Regions from separate parts of the Mus musculus genome. Here region 2 is linked to region 1. Evidence: chromatin contacts called from public Hi-C data. All regions are on one chromosome and are shown on one strand. Each heading gives the region's core, a stretch centred on a gene start, on an enhancer-like site or on the middle of the called end of the contact. The rest is flanking DNA. Distances are from core to core; before and after follow the strand shown.

Region 1 (7,574 bases), core at 3,020-5,519:
TATAGGGAACTTTTGGGATAGCATTTGAAATGTATATAAAGAAAATATCGAATAATAAATAAATAAATAAATAAATAAATAAATAAATAAATAAATGGAAAGGCAAGGTTCATGTACTGGGGAAAGAAAGTCCAAGTACGAACTGATTCAATATGGCAGTCTCAAGATACAAAGCCACTGGTGTCTGAAAGCACATGTTCAAAGCCAGTCAGGATTGTCGCTGAAGTTTCCTTCTTCTCATCTGGTTTTTAGCAGTTCCCCACATAGTGATTTTTGTGGCATCTCATTGGGCCATGTTATCTAAATAGGCTGTTGTTCATAAGGGCATGCCTCTTACATGTGGATCTGGAGGAGGCCAGGGCTGGCTTTCTAAGGATGTTTCCGCTGCTCCCCATGTGGCCATGCTTACAGCGGACAGGATCAAACTCTAGAGGGTGTTCCTGCCCACATCCAGGACAGTATAACCCCTGACTGAGCATCAGTGAACCTGATTCAGTGGAGCAATGGTGTATCCTGGAGCAAAAACCCAGGAAGGGTGACTGAAGGATGGGCGAGCAGGAAAGGCCCCCTCAACCTCCTGACTACCCCATGTGTTTTCTTACAGCAAACTCTCATCACCTGTGTCAGAGAAGCCTGCTTCTCATTTTCCAACCCCATGTTTTATTTCAAAGAAACTAAGAAAATGTAAAAGTTAGAGACACTCGGGAGCTATGCTAGATTGTAAATGAGAGGAAAGTACAGAGCAGGCAAAGCACTGAGAAGAGAAATTTTTAACCACTCATTCAGGAAACGCATTGCTCCGTGCAACCTGCATTGTTACAGATTTTCAAGATTGGAACATGTAAGTTAAGAGCCTCATTATCTTATTACATGTTACCAATTATATCTATCACTAGCACATAAGTACCAGAAAATTAAATTTCAGAAGCAATGTCAATAGAAAATTTCCTGGAACAAGGCTTTAAAGCCAGTTGAAATTCATGGAATAAGTGTTATTGATTTTAATAAAGAAAAAATACTTTGGTTTTAACTCCATTTCAAAGGCAGATTTTGTAAAAGAAAAAAATTTAATGCTGGTGTTTTTCAAATATACACTTTTGTATATATGTATTTATGTGCATATATGTATATGTGTGGTATTGTGGGCACATGTATATATAGGTGATAAGTATGTGTATATACATGTGTATGTGTAAGGTGTGTATGTAAAGTGTGTGTTGTGTGAGCTATGTGTACTATGTGTTTGTGTGTGTATGTGTGTGTACATATACAGGGTGTATATTGGTGTATGTGTGTGTGTGTGTGTGTGTATGTTTGTATAGTATGTGTGCAGAGTGTGTGTGTGTGTGTGTGTGTGTGTGTGTGTGTGAGAGAGCAAGACGAGATTTCACCTAGTTTAGCTTTCCTCTACAGCACATCCCAGAGGTCTCTGGAACCCACTTGTTTATAGAAACTTTTTTATGTCACTAGTGCAGAAAGGCCTTGAGAACTCTGTTCTATGTCTACTTATCTCCTTTAAATTCGTGACGACAGAAAAGATAAAGTAAGCTTCAACTCTCAAGTGGCATTAGGCCTCTTGCAAAAAGCATTAGTACACCTTCCTATCTAAGAAAAAGAAATCAGTTCCTCACAGAAGACACGGGACTGATGGGTGCACACCTCAAGCTGGGGCTGTTAAGGATCGTGGGAAAACAAGCAGTTCTGCTCTTCAGAACCCTTAGAACATAATATTAGCATCCTGTTTCCGCTGCAGCCTGAAAGATAAAAAGGGCTGGGCATTTGTATGACCATGCTACTTAATAAAGGGATGTAATACATTTCTAGTTAAGTCCCCCGAATTCCCAGCTTGCTTTCTAGTGTGAAGAAAATAGGATGAGAAGACTAATATCATTTGCAATTGTACACCAAATGAAATTCTGCTTGGAGCCAAAGAATAGGAACAGACTTTGCTTCCCAATGGAAAAGACAGTTGAGTAACAAGAGACACACAGCTCTGATGGGATATGTTTACAGCATCTCCCTAGCATAAACAGACTGCCCCAAAGGATGCCACGGTATATACAATGGCTCTGATGAGAAATCCTTCCATGTGGATGGATGATTGACAGACTGAGAAAACTGAGCCATCTCTGCCTTAGGAGCAGTTTACAACTTCAAATCTGTTCTAACAGCGCCCACTTGAAGCACGAAAATCACTGGTCACGGTAGTGTAGTCCTCACAGTCTCGAGTGTCAGTGAGTGTATCCGTTTACGGGGATATACCAGAATGTCTTTAGACTCCTGATCCAGCAAACCAGTTCTCCCATACAAAGTGAGCAGCAGAAAGAGATTTCAAAATCCACCTTTTTTTTTCTTTTTAAATAAAAGACACAACAATAGAGAGGAAAGAAGAAGAAAAAAAGGTTGACTTCAGAAAAACATTCGAGGGCCTTACAACCTCTAGACTTAGAGACAAAATACTTCAAATATAAGCTGAAGGTTGTGTCTAAAAGAACCAAAATAAAGAGAGAAAGAGAGAGGCTGAGAGTGAGGGCAATACACACTGCCTTGTTCTCAGAACACTCTGGATTTCTGTGAAATTACCTGGAATTTGATTCTCAGAGAAGTTTATTATATGGAAAAGCCCAGGAAGACAGAGCAGACACTAAACAAGGTCTCTCCCCCTCTCCTTAACCCCCCTCCCCCCCCCCCCCATAGCTGACCACAACAATGGGATGCAAGAGGATCCCCAGTTCCTTCCAAGCTGGATGCACTCAAGAGCTTTGGGGATGCATCAGGAGTGTCCAATGAGTATTTGCCAAGGGCTTTCCAAACTGCCATCCTGGGAAACTGATAAATGCCCCACGTCCTGCCCTCACTGTCCTCAGCTTCTTCAGAGAATAAGAGAGAGAACACAGCTTGTCACAGTGGGGAAGTGTATGAGATCAATCATTAAAACAAAAAACAAATAGAATGGAGAGAGAGAAAGAAGAAAAAGGGCAAACAGAGGAATGATGACTGGAGCATGACTGGACTGTGTTGCTCCTGGGCTAGAGTGTCTAGGAAAAAAATCTGAGCTCAATTAATATTAACTAGTACTGTATTTAAAATAATGTGATAAACATATTTTAAGTGTATCTTCCAGTGTTTAAGTTTCATTCTTTAATCCTATGTATCCATTATTTCTATCACTAACGTATAATTACTAGAAGATTAAAGTTAAGACAAAAAGTCCACAGAAGAGTTCCCTGCACTAGGACCCAAAGTGGAGCTCATTTTGTTTCTATAACTCTTCCAAAGTTATGAGCAACTAGAGAAAGATTACAAAACATTTTCTGATGCTTCAAGATTTCTTGCTGTTTTTTTTCTTTAAACAGAGAGCAAATGTACTTAAATCATATGAATATTTTTATAGCAAGGTCAGAGCAGCCTTGGATCTTCACATTCTTCTAAATAAGGAATGCTGTGGCCAGAGATAAGAGGAGACAGTGTAAGGATTTTGAATTAAACAAGCCTGTGTGTTTGCTTAAGGGGATGGAAATAATGCGTTCATTAGTTCTTATTCCATATCTCTGCTTTTCAAACAATGAATCTCCAAAAGAACGCTGCTCCAGCAGCCCTCAGTAACTCCAGCAAAGCTGCTGCTCCCTGCGCCCTTCCTCAACTTTTTCTAGGTGTGAAATACTGAGAGCAAAGGAGTACATAGCTTAGAGACACCACATAACAAAGTCTTAGGAAATTTGAAAGAAATATTCAACAATCCTTATGCCTGAGCAGAAACTATGCATTTTTAATTAGTTACATTCGTTCAAAACACGCAAATGTCACGAATATTGACTCTCGGGAACTGACATAACAAAGACCATGCCTTATCCTAGTCTGCTTTTCAGCTTCATTCCACACAACCTGCTCCTTCCTCCCTGATCTCACCACCCCCACTCCCAACCCCACCCCCACTCACCCTCAGTTTCTTACAAGTGCCTAGCTCCTTCCAGAACACAGCATGCTTTGACATAGTGCACTGACTACTGGTACTATCTGAACTATCTCCCTGAAACCTACTTTTCTTCCCTAAAGTCTCAGATACACCATTATTTCTTGGAAGGAAAATGTCAATGACTTTTCCAGTTTAAGGCCAGAATGTCTATACCATGCGTGGTGTACCTGTGCCATCAAACCCACAAAGCCATTGCTACACAGAACACCACACAACATCAGTCACAGCGGCTTCCTATCTTCTCTCCAGCAGCCCACAGAACACGGGGCTCACAATGGACAAATGAAATAGTTATTCTATGGTGAATAGACTCATTGTCTGTAACCCCAAGTGAGACATTACGGATTCCACAACAACACTATTGAGCCCTCAAGTTTGAAACCACACATGCAGACCAAAGAGAAAATAGTAGCAAGTTTTCATAGAAAGTCTCAGCTGAACAAAACCCAATCTGGGACTTAAAGTGGCCTGTTGTCATATTTGACATTGTGTAAAAAGTTGAAACACAGAGGGAGGGGGAACCTGGGTAAAGCAAATAGTATGAGAAAAGGTATTGAGGAAGAAGAAAAGCAAATAATAATAACAACAATGACAACAACAACAATAAGACTGGGTTTGCTGTAGCAGAACTAGTGACACTTCACAGTTGCCAGCAGACCAAGGAGAAGGGTGGTCTCATCCGGACATGCTGAGCACCGGGTTCCCTTCAGACCAGTAAAATGGAGAACGAAATCTGCCACACCCCAATTACAAAGCACCTCTCAAAATTATCTGAGAATACAGTAATAAGGTTTAAAATAGAAGTTTTACAAGGCTCTCCTCAATAGGGGCAAGAGAATTGACTGCTCAACAGCTGATGGTGACAGAACCATAATGGAAAGGGGAGCTAGCTACTAACAGCAGATTTGCCCCAGACCTTTTCTCACATTTGAAAGATTGGGGTTTTAAGTAGTCAGGTCCCTCAAGCTCCTACTAACCCAAGGTCTTTAAGTTCATCCCTAATGTTATTTATTTTTAAGACTACAGGATGGAAGTTTGCCACACCTTCTGTGTAGTAGCCTTGGCTTAGCAGTCGCTTGCTTGCTGCTCTGCTTCCGTTTGACAGTTATAAAGAGTGCCTGGGCTAATATCCCCTTATCACTAAGTGCATACCATGTATGTTCTTTTGTGACTGGGTTACCTCACTCAGGATGATATTTTCTAGTTCCATCCATTTGCCAAAGCTCCATATACTCAAGATACAATTCACAGATCACATGAAGCTCAAGAAGAAAGAAGACCAAAGTGTGGGTGCTTCGGTCCTTCTTAGAAGGGGAATAAAATACAGGAGCATATGTGGAGATAAAGTGTGGAGCAGAGACTGAAGGAAAGGTCATCCAGAGACTGTCCCACCTGGGGACTCATCCCATATACAGTAACCAAACCCAGACACTATTGTGGATGCCAAGAAGTGCATGCTGAAAGGAGCCTGATATGGCTGTCTCCTGAGAGGCCTTGCCAGAGCCTTACAAATACAGAAGCAGATGCTTACAGTCAACCATTGGACTGAGCGGTGGGTGGGTCCCCAATAGAGGAGTTAGAGAAAGGACTGAAGGAGTTGAAGGGGTTTGCAACCCCATAGGAAGAACAACAATATCAACTAACCAGAACCACCCCCCCAAGCTCCCAGGGACTAAGCCTTCAACCAAGGAATATACACGGCTCCAGCTGCATATGTGAGGATGGCCTTGTCATGTATCAATGGGAGGAGAGGTCCTTGGTCCTGTGAAGGCTTGATAGATGCTCCAGTGTAGGGGAATTGACGGTAGGAGTGGGTGGTGGGTGGAGGAACAGCCTCATAGAAGCAGGGGGAGGGAGGATGGGATAGAGGGTTTCCAGGATCGGGGAAAACTGGGAAAGGGAATAACATTTGAAATGTAAATAAAGAAAATATCCCATTTAAAAAAGTGCCTGGTCAAAGCAAACAAATCAAGACTCAAGAACCTGAGTAGCCAGGGGTCTAGTTCTGCATACTAGGGCCAGAATGCAATAGGAAAAGATTTGGGATGTTTCAAATAAGTTTGCATTCCTGGACAAAAGTAGCCCCTTATAGTCTCACTAGTGGACATGTCCTAAAGTTGACCTGGAAAGAGATTCCACATTGCCACATATGCAAATCTGCCTCATATATAGGCTTCCATCCAAAGTTATGCCCATATACATATGTGCACATGTGCATATGTGGACACACATAGGTATAAGCTTCCATTCTAAGCTACCCCCACATACTTATGTGCACATGCACATATGTGCACACGTGCACACACACACACATTTCTGTGCATTTGAATCCAATGTACATTATACAGAGTCAAGTCAAAAATCCCTTGCTAATTTCCCAATGACGTCATCCAAGACCTGTCTCTGAATAGTCAGTGTTTTAAGATACATGTAGTCATGTAGGGTTAACTCCTCTTTACATGATACAAACCTTCTCAGATGCTAACAAACACTTAACCACACTTAAGGCAGAAAACCACTGGTTAAGCTTAGGTTGGGCACAATGTTATCCTGATGTCTCCTTTCAGTTTTTAAGTAACCATTTATTCTCAGAATAACCACTATACATGTGTAAGTGAAAAAGTTCAAATCAGTTCACACAGTGAGAAAGAAGGACAAAAGGAGAGGGGAGGAGGGGAAAGAGTGTAGAGATGAGGAGACAGACAAAAGGATGCAGACATGGTGCATCCAGCTGCAACACTCTTATGGAGACAAACAGCATCCACCCACGCATGCACTGTTAGGAACTATTTGTCTTCATTGATCTTTAAAATTTTTTCCCCATAATTTAATGTCTCAGAAACTCAAATGAATTTTACCATTAAAGGTCTGTTGGAGTTTAATGAGAGGTGTGTTGAATGACATTATCATGTGATATATAGTGCCAAACAGCCAATGGTATATGCTATGTACAGTCTCCCTGTGATGTTTACGTATTACTCTATAGACTTTAAGTCACACCTCTGAAAAAAATAACTTTCCAAATCCTAACATTCCCATACTGTGACAGTTCTAGAGGACAACCAATTTATATCCAGGCTGTAATTCTGTTTCCTTTAAACGTTCCCATGTATCTGTGTGAAACCCATAGCGTGCATATTCCTATTCAAAGCACACACACACACACACAATGTTGTCAGAATAATAAGATAATAAAAGTTAGCAGAATTCAGGCTGAACAATTGACAAAGGTCCTAATCTCAGAAAGAAGAAAGCCAAGGCGAGGGAAGAAGTGACTTGTTCAGGCACCTGCTCCCTGGCAGAACCATGGAACCTGTATTGGCTCCACCTAGACACTGTCTGAACTCCTCCCCCACTGCTAGTCCAGTGTCCATGCCTCTTTAAGCTGCGACTGCTTCATGACACGTTCTTTTAAAAGATTAGCAAGCTAAGCATCACACCAGAATATATAAATGAGATGTATGTCACAAAGCACCTAGTTTTTGAATGCCAAAGAGTTGCTTGCGTTTTCATTGTTTTCTGAATGTTACAAAGCATGCAACTATAGAAACAGCCAGCAGAGGGAGGCTTTATTCTGAGTTGGTACTAATACAGACCC
Region 2 (7,574 bases), core at 1,278-3,777, 280 kb after region 1:
ATTGCACCCTGCACCTCCTAAATACTCTCATTTTCCCACAATTTAAACTTTTTTAAAGGTCTCAATTTTTTTTTTTTTTTTTTTTTTTTAGAAAAAGCAAACACTAATCCTGAATACTCATCAGACATGACAGGCACTTGGAATAGACAAGTGGGAGAGGGCAAGCCACTAGAAGCTCTTTTTTTTTTTCTTAAAAGAATACTATTAGGTATTATGGCAGTTTATTTACAGGAGCATTTTCCCAGATATCTTCCCTGAAGTTTGAAAGGTAAGCACAAAGGTTCTTTAAAATATTTTCCTCTTTAGGGTGCAGTGGTGTATTCCTGTAACCTCAATTTTGGGAGGCAGAAACAAGAGGTAACCCTCAACTATAAATGCAGTTGCAGACCAGCCTAGCCTAAAGGAGTCGCTGCCAAATAAATAAATAAATAAATAAAGTCATCAAGCAATTAAATATATGCATACTTTCAAGGAACTCATTTGTTTAGCCCCCAAGTTCTCAAGCATAAAACCCGGGGTATTCTAGGCTTGTCACTAGAAAGCTCTATATTTCATCACCGAGCTCTCCGGCCTCACCTATTTTGTTTAGAAGAACCGATTCCTGAGCATCTGAGACTGCGTGTTGTGTAAGTGTATTACACAGACACACACGGGAATTCTCTGCTGTTTTCTGAGAGTCTAATTCAGTTTTGTGTGAAAGCTTGTATGACATTAACTTACATTAATCCACAGCTCTGTCTCCAGGCCTTGCTTTACCTCATCCTACCGACACACTTACTCTCCATACGGTAAAAATATATGGAAGGAGACACATTAGTATCTAAACGGTGGAAAGCCGCCCCCCCAAGAAAAAAGTAGCGCTCTACAGCAATAGGGGATATTTGCATGGAGGAGATCGAAATTTAGAGGAAAAAAGAACGAATTCATACACTGCATGTTTCCTCTATGTAAGCATTACACTAAATATCTGTTAGATTAGTCATGTTGCCTTGAGACTCTTCCATGTTTCCTCTAGACAACTGCCAATGCTCGCATGGCCTCTGATGAATAAACATGCTGTGACTTGCTCCTAAGGAAACGCCTGTCATGTTCCAGGGAAAAATGACTTCTTCACTCTTAAACCAGGGGAAAAAAAAAAAAAAGAACGACTTTCATTCATTGCTTACAAAGTCGCCTGTTCCTTAATGTTCCAATTTCCGGAATTTTCATACTCTGCTTAAGGCATTTCTAGGTTCTGATTAACAAAGAAAAAGAGAAACTGGGGGTGCTTTATGGCAAAGAGGCTACATGACAGCAGTGAGGCGGTCTCACCTAGGACAGGGTTGTGTAGCTTGACCATTTACTACGACAAAGGTTATTCTCAAGTTCTCCTTGGCCCTTGCAGGACTACCTGTTCCCACCACTGTTTACCCAAACGTTTAACAGAGTGATGTTTAGCATATTTGGCAGGAAGGCATGCTTCATTTAATATTAACTCACCATGTGACAGCCCCTTCCCTTCCAATCGCTCCTCAAACACGTGACGGTAAAAAAAAAAAAAAAAAAGTATAGGTGTTTGCCAATGCGACTGACTTCGCACTCGGCTTTGGCATCACCAATTGGCCAGAAGCACATACACACACACACCCCCAGTCAGAGGCGAGCACCCCGCCTGCTCCCGGAACTGTCAAGCCGGGCTGACAGCTGGCACACCTTGCTGCGCCCTCCGTGGACTTTCAGGAAGCCCCTTCCTTGCAGTCACCTTGACAGAAACCATCCTCCTGGGCTGGAGCGCTTGGCTGTGGAAACTTTTCCTTCCTTTCCCGGAGCGCGCTTACAGGTGTCGTCCCCCCCGCCGCTACAGAGCCCCAACAAGGGGCCCTTTGTTACCACTTTTGCTCCGGGACTCCTCACCCAACGCCTGCCATTCGCCTGGCCTTCCGTAACCCCGATCGGAAAGCTTGCCCAAAGTACCGAACCCCCCACCCCGACTCGTCCGGGAGGACGCAGTCTCCCGCCCGCGTGTGGGTCGGCCCGGGAGCCCGGCGGCCCCGCGGGGAGCTCGCCTCGGGCAGGTGAAGCGCGCGAGGCCTCGGCGGCCGGGAGGGAGGCTTACTTACCCTGCGGAGCCCGCGGGCTGCATGGCGGGGGTGCGGGGCGCGCTGCGGGGTAGGGGATCCGGGACGCTGCGGTCCATCGCGCTGCTGGCCGCGGCGCGGGCTCGGGCTCGGAGGCGGCGCGTCACTGCTAGGGTGGGAGAGGCCGGCGGGTCAGGGCGGGAGCGGCCGGGCCAAGAGCCCGCCTCGACCCACGGCAGCCAGGGGCGGCCCCGCCTCCCCGGGGCGCTTCCACCTGCCGGTCGGTCCCTGCCCGAGGGCGCCGCGACGACGGCTACAGGTCCCCGCCCCGGCCGCAGCCCGCAGCCAGTCCCGGGCGAAGGGGCGGCGCGCGGCAGCCCGGGCTGTGAAGGAGGAGGAGGAGCGGACCGGGCGCGGGACGGTCGCCACGCCCGCAGTGCTTGGGCTCCAGCGGCCCGCTGCGCACCAACTGAATCCCGTGCAAACTTTTCCGGAGGAGCTGCGAACCACAGCGCCCCCGCCTTCCCAAGCCACTGCCCGCTTTAGGGGACCCGGCCCGTCCAGGCTCCGCTCCTCCCCCGCACGGCTAGCTCGGACGCCCGGAGCGAGCGCGCGGCGGAAAGCGGCCGGCCCCCGGCCGCCGCGCCCGCGCCCCAACTCACCCTGCCCCATGGCCCTGCCGGGAGCCCCGAGCTCGCAGCCGCCTCGGCCACCTCGCTCTGCAGAAGTGAGGGTGACGAGGTCAGCATCGGAGCGAGCAGAGCAGCCAGCCGGAGAGGGGACGGGTAGGGCGAGCGGGCGGGGACGTGGAGCGAGGAGGAATTTCCTACCCCACCCCGCACCCCTCCGCGGAGCACGCGGCTTTTAGGTACCGCGGGGGAGGCCGGTGGAGAGGAAGCGTCTAGGCTGCTCGTTTTAGTCCCCACTGACACTGAGTAGCTTTGGGAAGCCTCGCGAACCCAAGAGGAAGAGTGGGCGGACAGGGAGGCTACCTGGCCAGCAAAACCCCAGGGAGGACCCAAGCTGTAGCGGAAGTGAGGAGAGCTCATGGACCGAGTCCTGCTGATTGACCACCTGCAGTCTGACCTTCGAAGTGCAGGATTTTCTTTTTAACCTTACTGACCCCTACGGTTGCTAGCCCTTAAAAGGCACCTCTGACATTGTGATCTTTTTAATCCCTGGCAGGTTTAAGCTCGTCCAGTCTTCCCAGACATGCCTCTCTTGATGTAAACAGCCAACAGCTGGGATTTGAGGACTGGACGTTCTCATGATGACAGTCTATAAGCTAAGAAAGAACAGCAGAGATTTAGTGGCCTCCTGGAAGTTTCACAGGAATAAAGGAATCTCAGACAGTGCTTGCTTGTTTGTAGTTTCGGTTCCTGCAAGAGTTCTTCTCAGAGGAGACGTGCCACCTGACAACCGGGTGCATATTGTCTCCTTACCCTTAGACCCTTGCCAACTGTTTTAAAGTAAATCATATTGATGAGTCCAAAAGCGAACATCAGGAAATAATGCTAAATTAAAAATATATAAATGGATACCTCAAGTGGCAAATCTGTAGGCATAAAAACATGATGTAGGATAACAAAGGACTTAACATTTTTGGTTCACATTAAAATTAAACTAGTATTTATAACCCGTGCTTAATTAAAGGTTCTTTGTTGCTCATTCATTACAACCACCACCAATAATTTCTGGAACCAAAAGTACTAACTACTACTCCACATAATTGGATTTTGTCTCTTTCCTCTCCCTTGTGGTGAATATGGTCTCAGTACATCTTTGAATATGAAATGGAGGTGAAGATCGTGGTGACTTCTGCGATGACTGTGTTAGAACTCTATCATTAAAAGTTGCTTTTAAATAATTTGACTAATAACGAGGCAATTGTTTGAAATGGATCTGGATTTTAGACTTTAAATAATAACACTGGTTTGACAAGTTCATGAATCCTTTCTGACCGTAAATGGATAAGCAGATTTACAGCTGTTGCATAGACAGGCTGTAAATAGCAAGGAACACTGAAACTACTTAAAGTTTATAACTTTGAATCACAGGATCAAGCACTTAATTAGTTTCAACCTTGATTTATGGCATCCTAGTACTATTATGGATTCCAGTTAGGCTAATCTTTAAGAGATTTTTACAACATTTCGTAACTGCTGAGTGCAATTTTCATGACACCACTTTTCCCTTACATCCTTTTGTTCTTGGGCACCGGGCAGGGTCATACTTTCCACACACTGAAATTGAGCCTACCCAAATGGCTTGCTTGACAAGTGAGATGTTTCATTTCCTGGTAGAATCACGTTAAGGAGAGTGCTGAGCCTGCTGTAACCTACTCTTGTCATCCTGCAGAGATGGGTCAAGATGGAGGTGACACTAAGTTGAAGGATCCTAAATATGTTACACTATTACCCTGAGCACCTCTTCTTGGAGAGGCTCGGGGTTTGCAGCAGAATCCCCCAAAGCACTAATTATCTATTTTGAGATTAAGTCAATAAACTGTTCAGCATCTTTCAGAACCAAGACTATACTTCATATTCTTATACATTACTGTCTATGCTGTAATCTTGTAACTGCATAATTTATCGGCAATGGTAATCATTGTTTTTAAATAACCCCCCTTTTTTTTAACATAATGCTGGAAAACAGCCCCTTCCCAGTCCCTCTGAAAGTTGTCCAAGTCTGTCCAGATGTTGCTCCATTTTCTTGTTTGGAAATCTCCCCTCCAATTTCATCCAATCATCATCAATGCAGGGATTGTCTCAGATATTATCACTTTGGAATAATAGCACGGATAGAAATAGCCCTTTCTCTCTTCAACTGATTTGATTGTTAGGTGGACAACGGCTGCTGCACCTGTTTCAGTTAGCTTTTCATTGCTGTGATCAAAATACCACACAACAGCAGGGGAGTGGGACTGATTTCAGCTCCCAGTTTTAGGGACTTAGAGGTATCTGCTCATCAGGTCAGGAATGGTGTGATGGAGAGCGGCAGTCCATGCATGGTGGCCAGGAAAACGAGAAAGGCATGTGCCAGCACTGGGCTGGCTTCCTCCTTTTTTTCAGGTTTTATTTCCTATGAGCCCTTAACCCAAGAGAAGGTACTGCTCACAACTGGACTGGTTTCCCCACAGCAGTTCATCTTTCTAGAACTGTCCTTGTCCACAGCTCCATGGGTATGGTTTTATTAATCTGGGTGATCTAAGTTCAGGAAAATGGACAGTGACAACTGACTGTTACACAGACTAGGAGGGGTTTGGATAGAAGAGGCTTTGCGCGCACCCTTGTCTTCTAAATGCAGCTCACACCACAGAAGACAGTCTGCAAATATTTGTGGAATAGGGAAATGGAAGAAATCTTAAAGATTTCACTTAAGAGATTTGTTGTGTGACAAAACTTTTCCCCGGGGAGATGCAACACATATCTACTCACCCCAATTAGGAAACCTGAAACAGACCCAAGTACAGATACCACTAAAGTCTGATTTGGTGAACCAATGAGTTTGATTAGGGTTACTTACAGGAGCAGAAATTACTCCAAACACTTGTATCCCAAAAGCCCACCCCATGGAACACACTGAATAGCCTACAGGCAGCTCCACAATTAGGAGATGTCCTTTCTAGGTACGTCAGTTGGTCTAACCCCCTTCCAGACAGCTTGGCTGGGCTCTGCTTCTATCAGGCAGCTCATCTAGTCTCAAGAGTCTTTTTTGCAGACTTTCTTCTTCGTGAGAACCTTCCTGGAAGCTCAGTTTGTCTGAGTCTTCGTAGGCAACGTGGCGTCACTTGATCTGAGAGGAATTCTCTGCTTTTGATTACTCTGACAGGGAAGTACCTAGTCAATCTCATGAGTTTCAGGGACTTCCTGAAGCTCTCTTGAGTTGTTTACTTTCCTGCGTAAGGAGCTTTCCAACAGGATGGAATGCTTTAATCTAGGAAGAAACTGTTAAACAACATTCTTAAAACAAAGGAGTCTAAGAAGGGCTTTTTAGTTCACAGGCCCTGGAGGATGACTGAAAACAACAGATGGGAGGTGAGTTGGCCCTTATAAGGAGGAAACATTGGTCCTTCTTGCTTGGGAGGTGAAGGCAGGAAGAACATAAAGCTCTGCCTTAGCTACATACTGAGTTTAAAGCCAATCTGAGCTACACAAGACTCAAAATAAATGTCAGGTTTTCTGTGCACATCCTTGAGTGATAACTTAGTGATTGTCCGGGTTCTGTAGTAGAACAGAATTTATAAAACACATGCACATACACACACACACACACACACACAGAGAGAGAGAGAGAGAGAGAGAGAGAGAGAGAGAGAAACTCATTACAGTGCCTAACACTGTAGTCCAGCCAGTCTAACAATGGCTGTATACAAATGGAAGGTCCAAGAGTGTTATTCAATCCATGAGGCTAGATATCTCAGCTGATCTTCAGTATATGCCAGAATCTCAAAGTAGGCTCTAATACCAGTGAAAGGATGAACCAGCCAGCAAGAATGGGGGCAAACAGGCAAAGAGGGAGACCTTTCTTCCATGTTGTTTATATTAACTGCCACCTGAGGTAGAGGCCAGATTAGGGGTAGATCTTCCTACCTCAAAAGATATGGATTAAAAGTGGGTTGCCCCACTTCAAATGATTTATTTAAGGAAAAAAAAATCCCTCACGGGCTAGAGTGATGCTCAGAGATTAAGAGCACTGATTGCTCTTCCAGAGCAGTCAATTCCCAGCGTTCAATTCCCTGAGTTCAATTCCCAGCAACCTCATGGTGGCTCACAACCATCTATAATGAGATCTGATGCCCTCTTCTGCTGTGTCTGAAGACAACTACAGTATACTCATATAAATTAAATAAATCTTAAAAAAAAAGATTAATAAAAAAAAATCCCTCAAAGGTGTACTCGGCTGCTTAGGTTTTAGTGCTTGACAAACAAGAACAGCCAATACACCTAGCTTGAAAATTCTCACTGTGGAGTAGTAATAAGAAAGTAAACGTATATACTGGGGTGGTTTGAGTGAAAATGGCTCCCATAGACATAGTGAGTGCCATTATTGGAGATGTGGCCTTGGTGTGTGTAGCTGTGAAGGGGAAGCCTGGATTGCCATGGAGACCCCAAGATACTGAAGATGTCAGAGCTGTGGGATAACTAAGGAGAGCTGTTAACAGGGAGTTAATAAGAGAGAGAAGTATGCTTCATTAAACAAAGCTGAAAGAGGTTGGAGATCTGAAGATCTGACATTAGACATAGAGATACAGTTTGGAGTTTTGCCTGTTGGTTTTCCTTCTTGTTTTTGGTCCAGTACGCTCACTTTTCTCCCTATTGGAACTATAATGTATATCCTGTGTCATTATATGTTAGAAGTATGTTATCTGCTTTTTGTTTTTGCTTTTAGAAGGGATTACAGATAAGAGATTGCCATGGCTCTCAGAAGAGATTTTGGACTTTGGACTTTTAAATAGGGTTGAGACTGTATAAACTATGGGGACTTTTGAAGGCAAACTGAATGTATTATGAATTA

Evidence for each region. A called contact is a pair of places that touch in the nucleus more often than the background predicts.
Region 2: a contact with region 1 is called in a Hi-C map of Sertoli cells, with 2.6 times the contacts expected there. The contact joins the promoter of Cobll1 here to the enhancer-like site in region 1. A contact is called at or near these places in 8 of 484 Hi-C or Micro-C datasets (the HL-1 cell line, Sertoli cells, brown adipocytes and 5 more), 1 of 115 datasets of contacts at active chromatin or transcription factors (the NIH/3T3 cell line) and 2 of 9 other capture datasets (adipose tissue and liver).

Annotation. Positions count from the first base shown.
Region 1 is chr2:64,958,117-64,965,690 of GRCm38.p6, forward strand. All of the region lies in intron 2 of Grb14 (growth factor receptor bound protein 14), which reads right to left. Among named protein-coding and RNA genes, the nearest start is that of Grb14, 61 kb to the right of the region's middle. Within about 2 kb of position 4,270, at least 28 of the 459 cell types and tissues checked have an H3K27ac peak or open chromatin away from gene starts, as enhancers often do. A contact at or near this core is called in Sertoli cells, cortical glia and granulosa cells, where this site is marked.
Region 2 is chr2:65,236,264-65,243,837 of GRCm38.p6, forward strand. Cobll1 (Cobl-like 1) reads right to left here and starts at 2,528. Exons shown (of 14, transcript NM_177025.6): 1 at 2,100-2,528. The coding sequence starts at 2,176. Gm13594 (a long non-coding RNA gene) reads left to right here. Exons shown (of 2, transcript XR_001783320.2): 1 at 1-1,819; 2 at 3,243-3,933.